Linked DNA regions of Gossypium hirsutum: region 2 is linked to region 1. A link is a contact called in public Hi-C data. All regions are on one chromosome and are shown on one strand. Each heading gives the region's core, a stretch centred on a gene start, on an enhancer-like site or on the middle of the called end of the contact. The rest is flanking DNA. Distances are from core to core; before and after follow the strand shown.

Evidence for each region. Hi-C and Micro-C count contacts between places; a contact is called where the count stands out from the background.
Region 2: a Hi-C map of leaf shows a contact between it and region 1, with 2.5 times the contacts expected there. The contact joins the promoter of LOC107894614 here to the enhancer-like site in region 1. A contact is called at or near these places in 7 of 34 Hi-C or Micro-C datasets (callus, hypocotyl, leaf and 1 more).

Annotation. Positions count from the first base shown.
Region 1 is chrA08:9,662,489-9,669,482 of Gossypium_hirsutum_v2.1, reverse strand. No RefSeq gene overlaps it. Among protein-coding and RNA genes, the nearest start is that of LOC121205740, 14 kb to the left of the region's middle. Within about 2 kb of position 4,357, at least 7 of the 9 cell types and tissues checked have an H3K27ac peak or open chromatin away from gene starts, as enhancers often do. A contact at or near this core is called in hypocotyl and leaf, where this site is marked.
Region 2 is chrA08:9,849,524-9,856,800 of Gossypium_hirsutum_v2.1, reverse strand. LOC107894614 (LOB domain-containing protein 16) reads left to right here and starts at 5,881. Exons shown (of 2, transcript XM_016819899.2): 1 at 5,881-7,277.

The sequences.
Region 1 (6,994 bases), core at 3,108-5,607:
GCATGATAAGTTGACTTTTGAGAATTAAAATTGTTAGGTTGTTTCCCTGAATTGAGGTATCATCTTGAAGTTTTAAATTTACAGGATTGACATCAAATACCCATAATTTTCGTGAGATTTTGAGCATTTTAGAGCATATATCTTTCTTACTCACTGATTTTATTGATTATGAGTGTGTCAACATTGATTTGTTATTCTAAAACTTGCATCGATTATGCATGTCAAGACCACACCTTTGATTTGATATACGAAAATGATAAAGGCACTTAGGTTCTAACCCGTTTACCCCATAAAAAGCCTACCCACACAATTAACCACTAGTAAACCCCTTTGAGCCTTAATTATTATTTCTTTATTTTTCCCTTAATAGTAACCCATAAATTAACCCTTTTTTATTCGTTAAAAATTTCTCCCTTTTATTGACTCCCTTTTTAGTCGAGATTTAATTTGATTAGTTATCTAATTATGTTCGTTCATTCTAGTTGCTGAATTTATCCTTATGATGTATTCTCCATTATATATTCTTATTCTTTAAAAAAAATAGTATATTTATTCATTCAGTTACTTATTGTTCTAAAAAGCTTGGATAAGTTAAAGTTGTTATATTGAGAAAAAGCTCACATCATTTGCTTTAGATAGTTCGAATTCTAGCATTTTCTTGTAATTCAGCATTTAACTTCATTCTTCTTAGTTGGGTAATCTATTGAAATTAATCTTGATTTTAACCCTATTTTTCAGCCTTTATCCAACACCTTTAACTCAAGCCCCATTACAACCCTGCTAAAGACCTTTTGATTTGTGTATCATCTCATTTATAGTGGTGGAGATTTGATTTTCATGCAAGCTTATGGTAATAAATTTTCATGTTTGACTTTTGAGTGCTTAATTGTTAAACCTTAAACACTTTGAGTGATTTGAATGAACCTTTAGAGAGGATGTCAACCCTTGTCATTTTGGAATTAAAGATAACTATTTAGATAAAGGAGGGATGCCTATGATTTTATGATTAAAATGCTCAATTTGCATTGTTTGAAACTTTGATGTTCTTATAGTTAAGCTTTTAATGTATGATTTCTTATGGATTATTTCAAACATTATTGATGAGAATTATCAGTTGAGAATGATTTATTTTAATTGTGAGTCAAAGATTTTGCTTGAGGACAAGCAAATGCTTAAGTGTGGGGATATTTGATAAACCATAATATATACATATTTTTGCCCCATACTTGGCTTATTTTTGGATGATTTTTTCTTGGTTTTATTGAATTCGATGCTCCTAATCCTTTAAATTCATGTTTTATACTTAGGAAAGCTTAGGATAACCAAAAGAGTGAGAAACGGGCCAAAAACGGACAAATTTGGGCCTAAATCAGTGTTTCACACAGCCTAAGCACTTCCACACGAGTGATCCACACGCCCGTGTATGACACACGGGTAGACCACAAGCCCGTGTGTCCTGGCCGTGTCGACATTAATCCAAGTCAGAATTGCACACGGCCGTGTCCCTGTCGAGCCCAAGTCTAGTTCTACTCGAAAAAGGCTTATTTTGGGATAATTTGGGCATTTAAAAGTCTATATAAAGACCCTAGAAGAGGATTGGAGGGAGAGACACAGAGTTGGAAGCAGAAAATACCTAAGGACAGCCATCAAAATCATTTCGGAAGCAAGGATCTACATCAAGACTGAAGATTTGCATCCAAATTCCTAGAGTTCTTTGGGGTTTTCTTTATGTTTTGTTGTTTTCCATACTTTGAGATGTTTTCCATTAGTATGGACTAAACTCCCTAAATACCTAAGGGAGATGAAATCTATGATGAATCTTATTACTATTTGAATTGTATGATAAAGACTTATTCTTATTCTAAATTGTGAGTTCTAAATTCTTGTTTTAATATTCCAGGGTATTAATTCAGGTTTTGATGTGCTTATTCAATGGAGCAAAAGTCCCTGTTTAAGAGTAGATCATTCATAATTAAGCGGAGTTGAATGCAATCCTAGAGATAGGATGACATAAATCTGCCGGATTAGAGTCAAATCTAATAAGGGAATCCATAGATCAAGTTAATGCAACAATAGGGGTTTTAATTAGAAAGAGGTTTTAATTAATCAACCTAGAGTCAGTTGTTCTTAGTCTCGAGAGAAATATTAACATAAATTAGGGATTTCTATGGATTAAGTTAAGTGAATAAATTGTCTAATTCAAAAGTAATAAGTGAAGTCTAGGTGGATTCTTCATTGGGTATTGTCTTCTCCATTGGTTTTTCCTAAAGTATTTTCCAAACTTTCATCTTTGTCATAATCTTAGTTAATTAGATAATTAGTTTCAGTTTAAAAACATACTTTAATTCTTAGGCTAGATAATAAAAAGATAGTAATTACTAGTACTTTTAGTCCTCGTGGATACGATATTTCCGGTCTCACCAGAACTATACTACTATTCGATACGTGCGCTTGCCTTAGTCGAATTTATAGTTAGTTTCACGACCATCACCAGTCCCCACAATCATTGCTGATCATAGTAATACAGCTATTCTTCCTTTGACGCAACGTATAAGCATGAAAGAACTTAGTATTATAATCTCCAAGATAAAGCCAAACATAGCGGACTTTCTGTTTCTAAAGAAGTTCTTCATGACGAAGAACATTCTCCAACTCCTGCAGAATCTTTAACTCCACCTGAGCTAAACGATTAGAACCTGAGAAATCCATAATTTTCTGAATTTTAATGAGCTCCTTAACAAGAAACCTTTTTACGAGAAGTAATATGACCATAAACTGACTTATTCCAATTCTTAAGATCACAAGAGAACATACTTAAGGTATCAGACATATCACCAGAGAAACCCCAATTATCTCCTATAAATTTTCCAAAATCAGGGTGTTCAACCCATCCAACCAAATAACGAAAAGGCCTGCCTTTAGGAAGATTAGCCTCCAAGTTTAAAGAAAGGAGAAGAGGCTTATGGTCTGACTTAATTTTAGGGAGATGAGTGACCAAACTATTTGGGAATAGCTGAACCCAAGCTTCATTTCCCAAAGCCCGATCAAGCCTCTTAAAAAGCAAACCCCTGTGCCAAGTAAATGGGGGCCTCTGAAACCTAAATCATGAAGCTCTCCTTATCTATGAAGTCACCAAATGCCTATCTTTAGACATACCACCTGATTTCTCAGAGGACAAAGAATAGCGTTGAAATCACCAATTACGACACACAGGTAATTTCCCATAGAAATCGAACATTTCAAAATATCCCACAGATCCTTACGTTTCTGCTTATTCAGACTCCCATATACAAACGAGATAAAGACTGAAATTAGGGAAGACGTAGATCGAACCTGAGCCATAATAAACTAAGAATGATTATAAATTATCTCAAGACAAACAGAATTCTTCCAGCCAATCCAAATGCCCCCCGAGAAACCAATCACTTCAACGTGATGAGAATTAAGGAACCCCAATTTTGCAATAATATTACCCGCACTTTAGACCTACTAACTCTTGTCTCAAGCAAACTAATAATATCAGGACTATGTTCCTGATTATATTCCTGAAAAATATGAGGAAAATTATCATTGGCACAACCTTGACAATTCCAAAAAAAATAGTAAAATTCATAATAAACAGCAAAAATTAGAAATCGTATCATTTACTGTCGAGAGACAGTATCCCCATCCGTGATCAAATCTATACCTTCCGATCCAAAAATTAGATCATTGCCAATATTTGGATTTGAAATGAATTTAGCCATTTCTTCTATAGATTCGAGTAATGGTACTCTGGAATTCCCGAAAGCTTTGAAACGACTCTTCCTACCACGCAACGTATTGGAAGCTTTTCGACTACTTCGCCCAATTAAATCTTTACCTCTATGCCTCTCTTTGGAAACAGAAATTCCTTCACCTAATTTTCCACGGGAAAGGTTAACCGAACTATTTTTTTCTTTTTTGTGAAATAAGTCTTTGAAACTTATTGCTGAATGTTTCCCGAGATCCAAAACACCATCAGAAATGAGAACAAGAGTACCCCCAGAACCTTCGAAAGCAGGATTAAAATGAGCTTTAATATTGTCAAAATTCCCAGCATTTAAATCCCCTCAAACCTCAGTGGATAAACCTTGACGAACTACATCGCCCAAGACCACGTCCTCACCAGAAGATAAATGATGTAACGATCCTGCAACACCAACGTTTGAATTAGAATTAGAAATAAAATTGCCAATATTTAATTCCTCACTCATATTCTGTGTAATAACACTGTCCAACATAGGCCTTTTTTCCATAGCTTTTCTAGGCCTCCCATTAACAGCCTGGCCCGAAGAATTCAGCGTAGCAGGCTCTACCGGAAGCCCAACAATCGGACGACTCATGTCATCCATTTCCTTGGCTACCGTAGCAACCTTCTTAGAAGATCCAATACCCGAACTAGGCTTAAAGCCTGGAATAGAAATTGAACCCAAACCCTTCAAAGATTTATCCCCAACCCCAGTATTAAAACCATCAACTTTCCTAGGGTATATTTCAGCCCCCTTACCGATAGAAAACCTCCAACAGAGACAGCGTGATTATCGCTCGTCTCTCCCACCTTCTTTGACACCTTAAATCGAGAGCTTCTCAACTCCTTGCGAGATTTCGCTCTGTTAATCGCTCCATTATTCGCTCCGGCATTACCTCGGACGTTCCTTCGTCCTTGCCGAGACCTTTTTTTGAAAGAATTTAATGTCTCAAAAGCAGCCTATAGTCATGAATGGGACCATGGTTAGATATAATTTGATGAGAATATTTCCAAAATTAACCATGAATTAAGTCCCTATCAAAGCTTCATTTATTATATATTAATGGGTTTTTTAAGATGTTAAGTGTCATGTGAGTTATGACTTGCTCTAGACGTTCAAACATCAATTTCGATTCCCAACATTTTATGTCAGTAGCCACGGAAATGTTTGATGATGATGATTCAGAAAGAGAAGCCAAAAGCATTTTTTCTTTTTTCTTTTTTCTTTTTTCTTTTTTCCAGAAGTTACTACATTAATTCTTTTGTTTTATTTAATTTAATATTTAAAGTATAATTCCCAATATACATATAAAAAGTAACTTGATTAGAAAGTTCAAAGTCCAAACCATAAAATAGGGATCAATAATATCTAGGTTAGCTTAACAGTTAGGCCATGAATCCTCATTCTCGTCAACTACACACTTTCTTTTTTGTACAACAGATAAAAGGGAAAAAAAACTACAGACCCATACTATCACGTCCCCGGAATCCTCGTGCAAGAGCAATAAGCGGATTGGATAAATACACATTAGCATCAGTAATAGCTACTGTCTACTGTCCAAGTTAAATTAGAAAGGTGATTTTCTCAGAAGAATGTAACGAACAATTAACACTCAATTTTCAGGTATAAAGATTAAACAATCATTCACTAGTGTTTTCAAAGAATGACCGGACTTAAAAGATCCAGACAACATATAAAGAAAAGAAAAAAAAGAGAATTTTGCATTGTTATCAAGTCTTACAATTGAAGTAACGAAAAAAAAATGTTGTTGTTATCTAATCATACAATTCACATTTAATCTGGAATTCAAATATGAGAACAACTGATGATATATATATTTGACAATTTAGTAAATATATATATATGTATAGAAATACGAAATATTTAATAACAATGAAAATAGTGCAATAAATCTAAATATAATTAACATGATTAATGTTGTATTAATATTTACTATTTAATTAAATTTTAAATATTGTATTTTTAATTATAATAATTAATATAAAATAATATTTTTTATTTAAATTATTAAATAAAATTAAAATATATTAACTTATCAATTCAAATATTATAATAATAAATTTATAAATCATAATTAAATCATTTCCAACTTCTATTTTACTTTTTTTTTTTACATGTGAATTTATATTTTATATTATAAATCGATTGCATTCTTTCAATCAATATATGTGTGTATGGCATTAAAGTTTTTAATAATTATTTTAATTTATGTTGACTGGAGTGTGGATGGATTAAAGTTTATAGAGAAGAAATAAAGTTAATGACAGGTGGAGACAACCTGGAGAAGCTAATTGGGATTTGGTTTAAGATTAAGCAAAATAAAAAAAGCAATTAAGCTTATTAATGGGGAAAATTCCGATGCTAAAGCTGTGGCTTATGAACTTAATCAAATTAAGTTTTTTTATTGATTATATGTGATTGAGAATTAGTTGAGTTGGTACCATATACAGGTGGAGCCAAGGGTAGAAAGGATCCTTAAAATGAAAAAATTTTCATTTAAACTCTTTATAATTTATAAAATTTTAAATTAATAATGATAATATTACATTTTGTCTCCCTAAAATAATAAAAATTTAATTTAATTTTTTAAAAATTATAAAAATATAGTCAATTAAAATAATAAAATTATATTTTTACTATCGTGAAAATATATAATTTAATTCCGCCCAAAAAAATTTTTCACTCTGCCACTGTACCATGAATTCTTGAAGGTTGTAAGTTAGGAATGACTTTATGGTCTAACTATTAGTAATAGTAATCTGTTCAACTTTTTATCTTCTTCCTCTTAATCTTCTTTTTCCTTTTTCTTTTTCAAGTAAAAAACAAAAAGAATTGGAATTGCTTTCTTAATTAGCAAAAGATAAATGATTCTGGAATGAGTTGGCAATGTTTCCAAAAAGTGTAGCCTCAATAGACAAATCTATCGCTTAATGTAACATCAGGTATATGTTTAGTTTGCTGAATCTTATATTATGTTTCGTAATAAGATTATAGATTATAAGATTATGAGTGGAATGTGAACTTACTTTATTTAGTTCTTTTGGCTGGAATTAAAAATTCAAAAATTTAGTTGACAAAATCTAAAATTACTTAGAAACAAACACATTTTACTCCATTGTCAATGTTATAATTTTTTTTAATAATATTAGTTCCTTTAATATTTTTTAGTCTCAATTTTCATAAAATTATAAAAAAATTTATTA
Region 2 (7,277 bases), core at 4,632-7,131, 190 kb before region 1:
AATGTTCTTTACCGGGATTCGTCATGTATCTGCTAACTGCACTGACTGCATATCATAAATTTGGACGTGAACAAACCATAGCATACATGAAAGATCTCACTGCACTAGAGTATGAAACATGTGACATGTACTCAATCTCATCATCTGATTGTGGAGACAAAGCCAATGAAAGTTTGAAATGGGCTGCTAAAGGAGTACTAACAGACTTAGAACTCTGCATATTGAACCTGCAAAGAACTTTTTCAATGTACCCCTTCTGACTTAGGTACAATTTACTTGCTTTTCTATCTCTGAAAATCTCTATACCAAGTATGTTATTTGTTGGTCTCAAATCTTTTATCTCAAATTCTTCACTTAGTTGGGATTTAATATTTCTTATCTCTCATTTATCTTTTGCTGCTATTAACATGTCATCAATATAAATGAGTGGATACACAAAAGAACCATCACTGTTTTTCTTAAAGTAAACACAACTGTCAAAGCTACTTCTTTTGAAATCATGAGAAGTCATAAAGGAATCAAACCTCTTGTACCACTGTCTTGGTGAATATTTCAAACCGTAAGGCGACTTTTTCAGCAAGTAAACATAGTACTGTTTTTCTAAGACTATAAAACCCTCTGGTTGTTGCATGTAAATATCCTCCTCAAGTTTTCCATGCAAAAATGTATTTTTTACATCTAACTGCTCAAGTTCCAAATCATACATTGCCACAATACTAAGCAAAACTCAAGTCGAACTATGCTTCACAACTGGGGAGAACACATCTATTAAGTCCACTCCTAGAATTTGACTGTAACCCTTTGTAACAAGCCTTACTTTATATCTGGGTTCTTCAACTCCTAGAGTTCCTTTTTTCTTTTTAAACACCCATTTACAATGAACAACCATTTTACCTTTAAGAAGTTTCACAAGATCTCATGTTCTGTTTTTGTGGAGTGATTTCATCTTATCTTGCATAGCAAACATCCATTTTTCTAAGTCTTCACAACTAACCGCCTCATAATAATTAGATGGCTATTGGTTTGCATCTATATCTTCAACCACATTTAAAGCATAAGCAACTAGGTCAGCCTCGGCATACTTCTTTAGAGGTTTAATTTATCTTCTAGTTCTGTTTTTGACGATAGAGTATTGTGGTGAAGAAGTAACTCTATTCTAAATTTTTGTATTAGTTTGAGGAGTTGACTTTGTTATAGATTCTAGATTAATTTGATGCTCCATCTACTTTTGATTTTCTTTATTGGAAAAGCCTTTAATAAATAAGTTAGGTAGCATAGCAGTTTCATAAAAAAACAACATCTCTGCTAATCACAAATTTTCTATTTTCAGGACACCATAACTTATACCCTTTTACACCAGTTTTATAACCAAGAAAAACACATTTAATGAATCTCGGTTCTAATTTTTCATTATCAACATGAGCATACGCAAAACACCCAAAGATCTTTAAATCAGAGTAGTTAGCAGGATTACCTGACCATACCTCTTGTGGAGTCTTTTTCTCAATGGCAATGGATGGAGACCGGTTGATCAAAAAACATGCAGTAGAGGCTGCTTCAGCCCAAAACGACTTTAGTAAGTTGCCATTTGACAACATACATTGAACCTTCTCTATGATTGTTTTGTTCATTCGTTCTGTAACGCTGTTTTGCTATAGAGTATGATGAACTGTCAAATGTCTCACGATCCCTTCTGACTTGCATAGTTTATTAAACTCATCAGAACAGAACTCTAAGCCATTATTTGTACGGATGTATTTTATTTGTTTTCCCGTCTATTTTTCAATCATAGTTTTCTAAGACTTAAATGCAGAATGCCCAAACTTTTCTAAAAAAATCATCAATAAAAGTTAGCTATAATTAGCTCCACCTCTTGAAGGCATTCTGGATGGCCCCCACAGATCAGAATGAATATACTCCAACGTTTCATTCGTGTTATGGGTTCCTCTAATGAATTGAACTCTCTTTTACTTCCTAAAAATGCAGTGCTCACAGAACTTTAGTTTGCAAATTCTTTACCCATCAAGAAGTCCTCTTTTGCTCAATTCTACCATGCTATTCTCACTCATATGCCCTAGACGCCTATGCCAAAGTTTAGTAATATCATCATCTGATAAGGAAGAGGAAGCATCAGCTGTATCACCAGTAATAGTAGAACCCTACAAAACATATAACTTGACAGTCTTTCTCTTCCTTTTCATCACAACTAGGGAACCTTTGGAAATCTTCAAAACCCCACTTTCAGCTATGCACTTGTACCCTTTGAATCAAGAGTACTCAACGAAATTAAATTTCTCTTTAATTCTAGAACATGTCGTACGTCACTAAGTGTTCTGAAAACTCCATCAAACATCTTAACTTTAATTATTCCAACACTTGCGATTTTACACGAAGCATTATTTCTCATCAAAACAACATTTTTAGACACTATTTCGTAAGTTGTAAACTAATCCCGATTGGGACTCATGTGGAAGGTGCAACTCGAATCAAGGATCCACTTCTAGGTCACTTTATAATTGTTGACAAAGCGATTAGAAGTTCACCATCGCTGTAGTCTTCTACAACATCAGCTTTATCGAAATTTTTTAGTTATTTTTCCTTTTGATTCGCAGCCTCCCTTTTGATCTTATCCTATAGCTTATAACACTCAAATTTAATGTGTCCTTTCTTGTTGCAGAAGTTACACGTTTTACCTCTGTTTGAAAACTTCGATCTACCCTTAGATTTACCACGAGAATTCCATTTTTGTATCCTTCCACGATTAACATTCCGATCTTGTCTCCGACGAACAATGAGACCCTCTCCCTGAGAGTCAGTTTTAACTACAAGATGCTTCATATTATCATACGAGGTCAAAGAATCATAAACCTCATCAACTGTGAGAGACTCGCGGTTATATAAAATCGTGTCTCTAAAGGTTGAATAAGACGAGGGCAATGAACAAAGTAGAATCAACCCTAGATCTTCCTTATCATACTGAACCTCAATGGCCTCTAAGTTTGGGAGAATTTCTTTAAACACTGTTAAGTGTTCGTGCACAAATGCACCTTCCTCCAAACGATAAGCATAAAGACGCTGCTTTATACGCAACTTGTTGGTTAGAGTTTTCGACATACATATTTGTTCCAGCCTCTTCCATAATCCAGTGGTGGTCTTCTCTTCCATCACATCCTACAAAATTTCGTTAGACAAATGCAGATGTAACTGTGTTAACGCCTTTCGATCCTTGCGCTTCTTCTCTTCCTCTGTCAATGTCGAAGGCATCTTATCTACCCCTAGCAGGGCTTCCTCTAAGTCCATTTATGTAAGAACTGTCTGCATCTTTATCTGCCACAACACGAATCTAGTGTTGCGATCCAACAGCTGAATTTTATACTTTAAAGACGCCATTACCGTGATTGAAATGAATAACCTGGAAACTCTGATACCAATTTGTAAAAACAGAACGTCAGTAATGACAATATATCGCAAAGGAAAAAAAGAACACAAATTTTTACGTGAAAACCCTTTCGGGAAAAAAGTCACAGGCAGAGGAGAAAAAAATTCACTATGTCAAATTCGATTAATTAAAAGAGGAATAGGCTATGTCTATTTATAGGCCTGTAAAACCGTATTCTAATAGAAGTGTAGTAAGATTGAAACACCTTATTCTAAACAATATCAAATAGATAGAGTTTAATAAGGTTTAAAAACCTTATTCTAAAATAAAATAAAAGAAGTGTAGTTCTATAGGGATTTTATTTTACCACTGTATTTTATTTAAATAAGGATTTAGGTCACTTAATTTTAATACAGACAACTTCAGAATATATGATACAGTAGCTAAGTACAATATTTTGGTGCATATTGTTGGAGAATGTTCAGTAACAATCAGTCTGTAACTTTCTTCATTGCAACTTCAATAGAATTGAGGATTTCATAAACAATATCTGATCGTCTGTGCATGGAGTAGGAATTAGTAACCAAGTATAAATGATCAAGTTAAAGGCACAGCGTCAGTGGGTTGTAGGCGTTGAAACTGGAAACATTTTAGAGGCAGTAATCCTTGCGGAAGGTATGCTTTGAAATTGAAAACTAATATCCTCCCAACAAAGTTAATGGCCGCAATTAAGGGTCTGAAATTTGTATCATGTGATTTTGAGTCCGCATCTTATAAGAACAGCAAAGTCAAATGGGCCAATACAAGCCCAACAGTAAGGTTGTTCCCAATTTCCAACCCAAGGAAAGGTTGTAGGTTTTCTACAAAAATCCAACAATAGAATACTCAACCTATAATGGCATTTGTTTCTTATAGAAAGGGTTAATGGATGATTTACCCTCAAAGTTGCATTTAATTATCACTTTCATCCTTAAAGAGATTATGAAAAACAGTTTCTATAGTGTAAGGTTGTTTACTGTTTCGCTACCTTGGTGATCGATATTTATAGAGGAATGAGGATTGGGCAATGATTCCAATCATTAAATTACCCTTCCCCCTGGGTAAGGCGATGGGGTTAGGGGTGAATTTAAAGGAGTGCAAGTGTTGGCACCCTCAAATGGAAAAATTATTTTTTAGTACCCTAATAAAGTTATTATATAATAAAAATTTACTTTTGACATCTAAAAAATGAAAAAATTTCTATTTAGTCCTTTCAAAAGTGATAAATTCATAAGTTAATATAAGATAAAAATATATTTTAACCTCACAAAAATTTAAAATCCAATTTTGTCTCCCTCTCTTTATTTTTTTTTTTGCTTCACCCCTATATAAAATCCAATTTTGTCTCCCTCTCTTATGTGTCAGCTACTCTTGAGGTTGGCTTGTTCGAAATTTAGGAAAAAAACACATAGTAAGACTTGAACCTAGCACACCAAAACCCCTAAAATTTTGAGTTACATAATCTTTTATAAATATAAATAAGTGTCTTAATCTAGTATAAATAATATTTGAGGTAGAGAAAATTATTATGGAAATTACTGAAAGGCATATTGATTTGGCCCTCCAACTTTACAAAAAATGTCATTTTAGTCTTACATTTAATTTCTCATCTCTTTTAATTCTTTTTAAACGTGGCATATATGTGGACTGTCATGCCAGCAATTAATTATTTTTTAAATTTTAAAAAATAAAAATATATTTAAAAAGTATAGAAATTATAAAAAAAATATTTTATTTTTTAAAAAATAATTAATTGCTGACATGGCATACACGTGGACTACCAAGTTAGCAAGAACAACATACGTTAACTTTTTCATCTATTTTAGAATGATTTGACAAACAATGCAAGTTTAATGATTAAAAAGGACGAAAAATTAAATGAATGATAAAAATAATTTCTTTTATAAAGTTGAAGATCCAAATATATCATTTTACCTTATTAAAATTATATTATAATTTTTTTGGTATAATATTTTAACTTACTAAAATCATGTTGTAGACTTATAGGATATCCAACTTATCGTTAATGTTGTGAAATATCAATGGTTAACGAAGTTTTATCAGAAGTTACTAAAATTTCTTTTAAAAATTTTACTAAGGTTATCAAAATTATATTAGATGTTACTTAAACATACCCCAAATAAGAAGTTTTTAAAAAAAGAAAAGAAATATATAAAGGTTGTTAAAATTATATCAAAAAAAAGTTGATTGAACTATTGGAAAGTAATAGGAATGACGTGGAATCATTATTTCGTATAATTTTTTTAAGGATTGAGTTTCAAGGATATGGGTTAATTGTTTAAGCCATATTTCATGCGGCTTTTGTTACTTGAGGCCAGAATTCTCCACACATGATTGTAGCACTAACCATAAACATCCAACCCAAGAGTTGAAGGTTGTCTGGCGGAGATAACCAAAGGGTATCTCAAGCTATAAATGCTTATCACTCCTAATTCCCTCCTGACATAGAAATAGCTAGTTATGCATGCATGTGAGCCATGTGCTTGGTTGACGCTGCAACTTATACTTCCAACTATAAATGCTAGTGATGTTGAGTGCCTACCATTTTAATTTCCCCATTATCAATTTCTATATGCCTGCCGCGTTACACGGTTGCCTGCAATATATGAAGTCACAACTATGACATTCAAAATTTACTCTTTCTTTCTTTTTCCTTTTTGCTGCAAACTGCCATTGTCCTCCGTTAGGGAGTGACGAAACTTTAACCCATTTATGCTTTTCATCCCATTTTTTCTTCTTCATTGGTGAGTCGTATTCTTTGCATAGGTACAATGCGCCACGCCACTTTCGCTCTGGTTAGTTGCAGCTGTTCTCCGTTTTGCCTTTTGGTTGGATCCATTCATATAGTTCCAGGTTTGCTGATGAATTGGTATTGATTGCTACATTATTATATATACACATTGGTTTTGAGGATTACAAAATAAATAATAAAAGAACTAATAAGATCATCATGACTTAAGCAGATATGTGAAGAAAAAAATTTGAAGCATTTTACTCTTGTGGATAGTGATAGTAATTGGTAATTATTTTAGCTGTACTGTAGTCCTTTGTGAAATTATTGGAAGTTTGCATAATATACAATTGATTACCTGTTCTTCTAGATTAAGGAGATAAATCAGGTTCGCAAGGCAAGAAAGATATATGTATTTTCACTATCTAACATTTAAGCCTATAAAAAGAAAAGAAAGTAATATGAACTAAAAGGGTGTAGAGAAGCTAAGATGGTATTAACTTTGGGTACAAAGGGAGAGGAGTGAACGTGCACTGGGGACAAGAAACATTGAATCAAAGAGAGGTTTCCGACAATGAGGAGACAATAAAGGAAATGAAGTGAATCTGCCTCCAAATTCATCATGTTAAGCTACTTTCTTTTCCCCTTTGCCCATTGCACGGGGCAGCTTAATTCGTATTTGAATCATTGGTTGTTACTTTGTTAAACATGCGCTTGGACTTTTGAAGGAACAATTATGGCCACCCTCACACTCACCCTCACTTCCCAACTAGCTTAACTATCTTGTCGCTTTCTGCTTTTCATTTACACCTTTCTCGATCTCTTTCTTAATCTCTCTCTCCTTCAACTTTATACACGCGAGGGCTAGCTGTAGCTACCAAAACTATCAGTCTCCATATATAGTTAGGACGTGATATCCGTTGAGAGTTGATAAGTGGTAGCATAAATGCCTTCTAATGTTATTTAAGGGTACATGTCCTTATGTCACACATGGTTCGGTCGGATGAAATGCTTCCATTTCATCTAACTCTTTCTTACAATATTCCTACAAAACCCATTTCTTGTACAAATATTTCTAATAATTCTAAAGATTAAGACGAGACAATT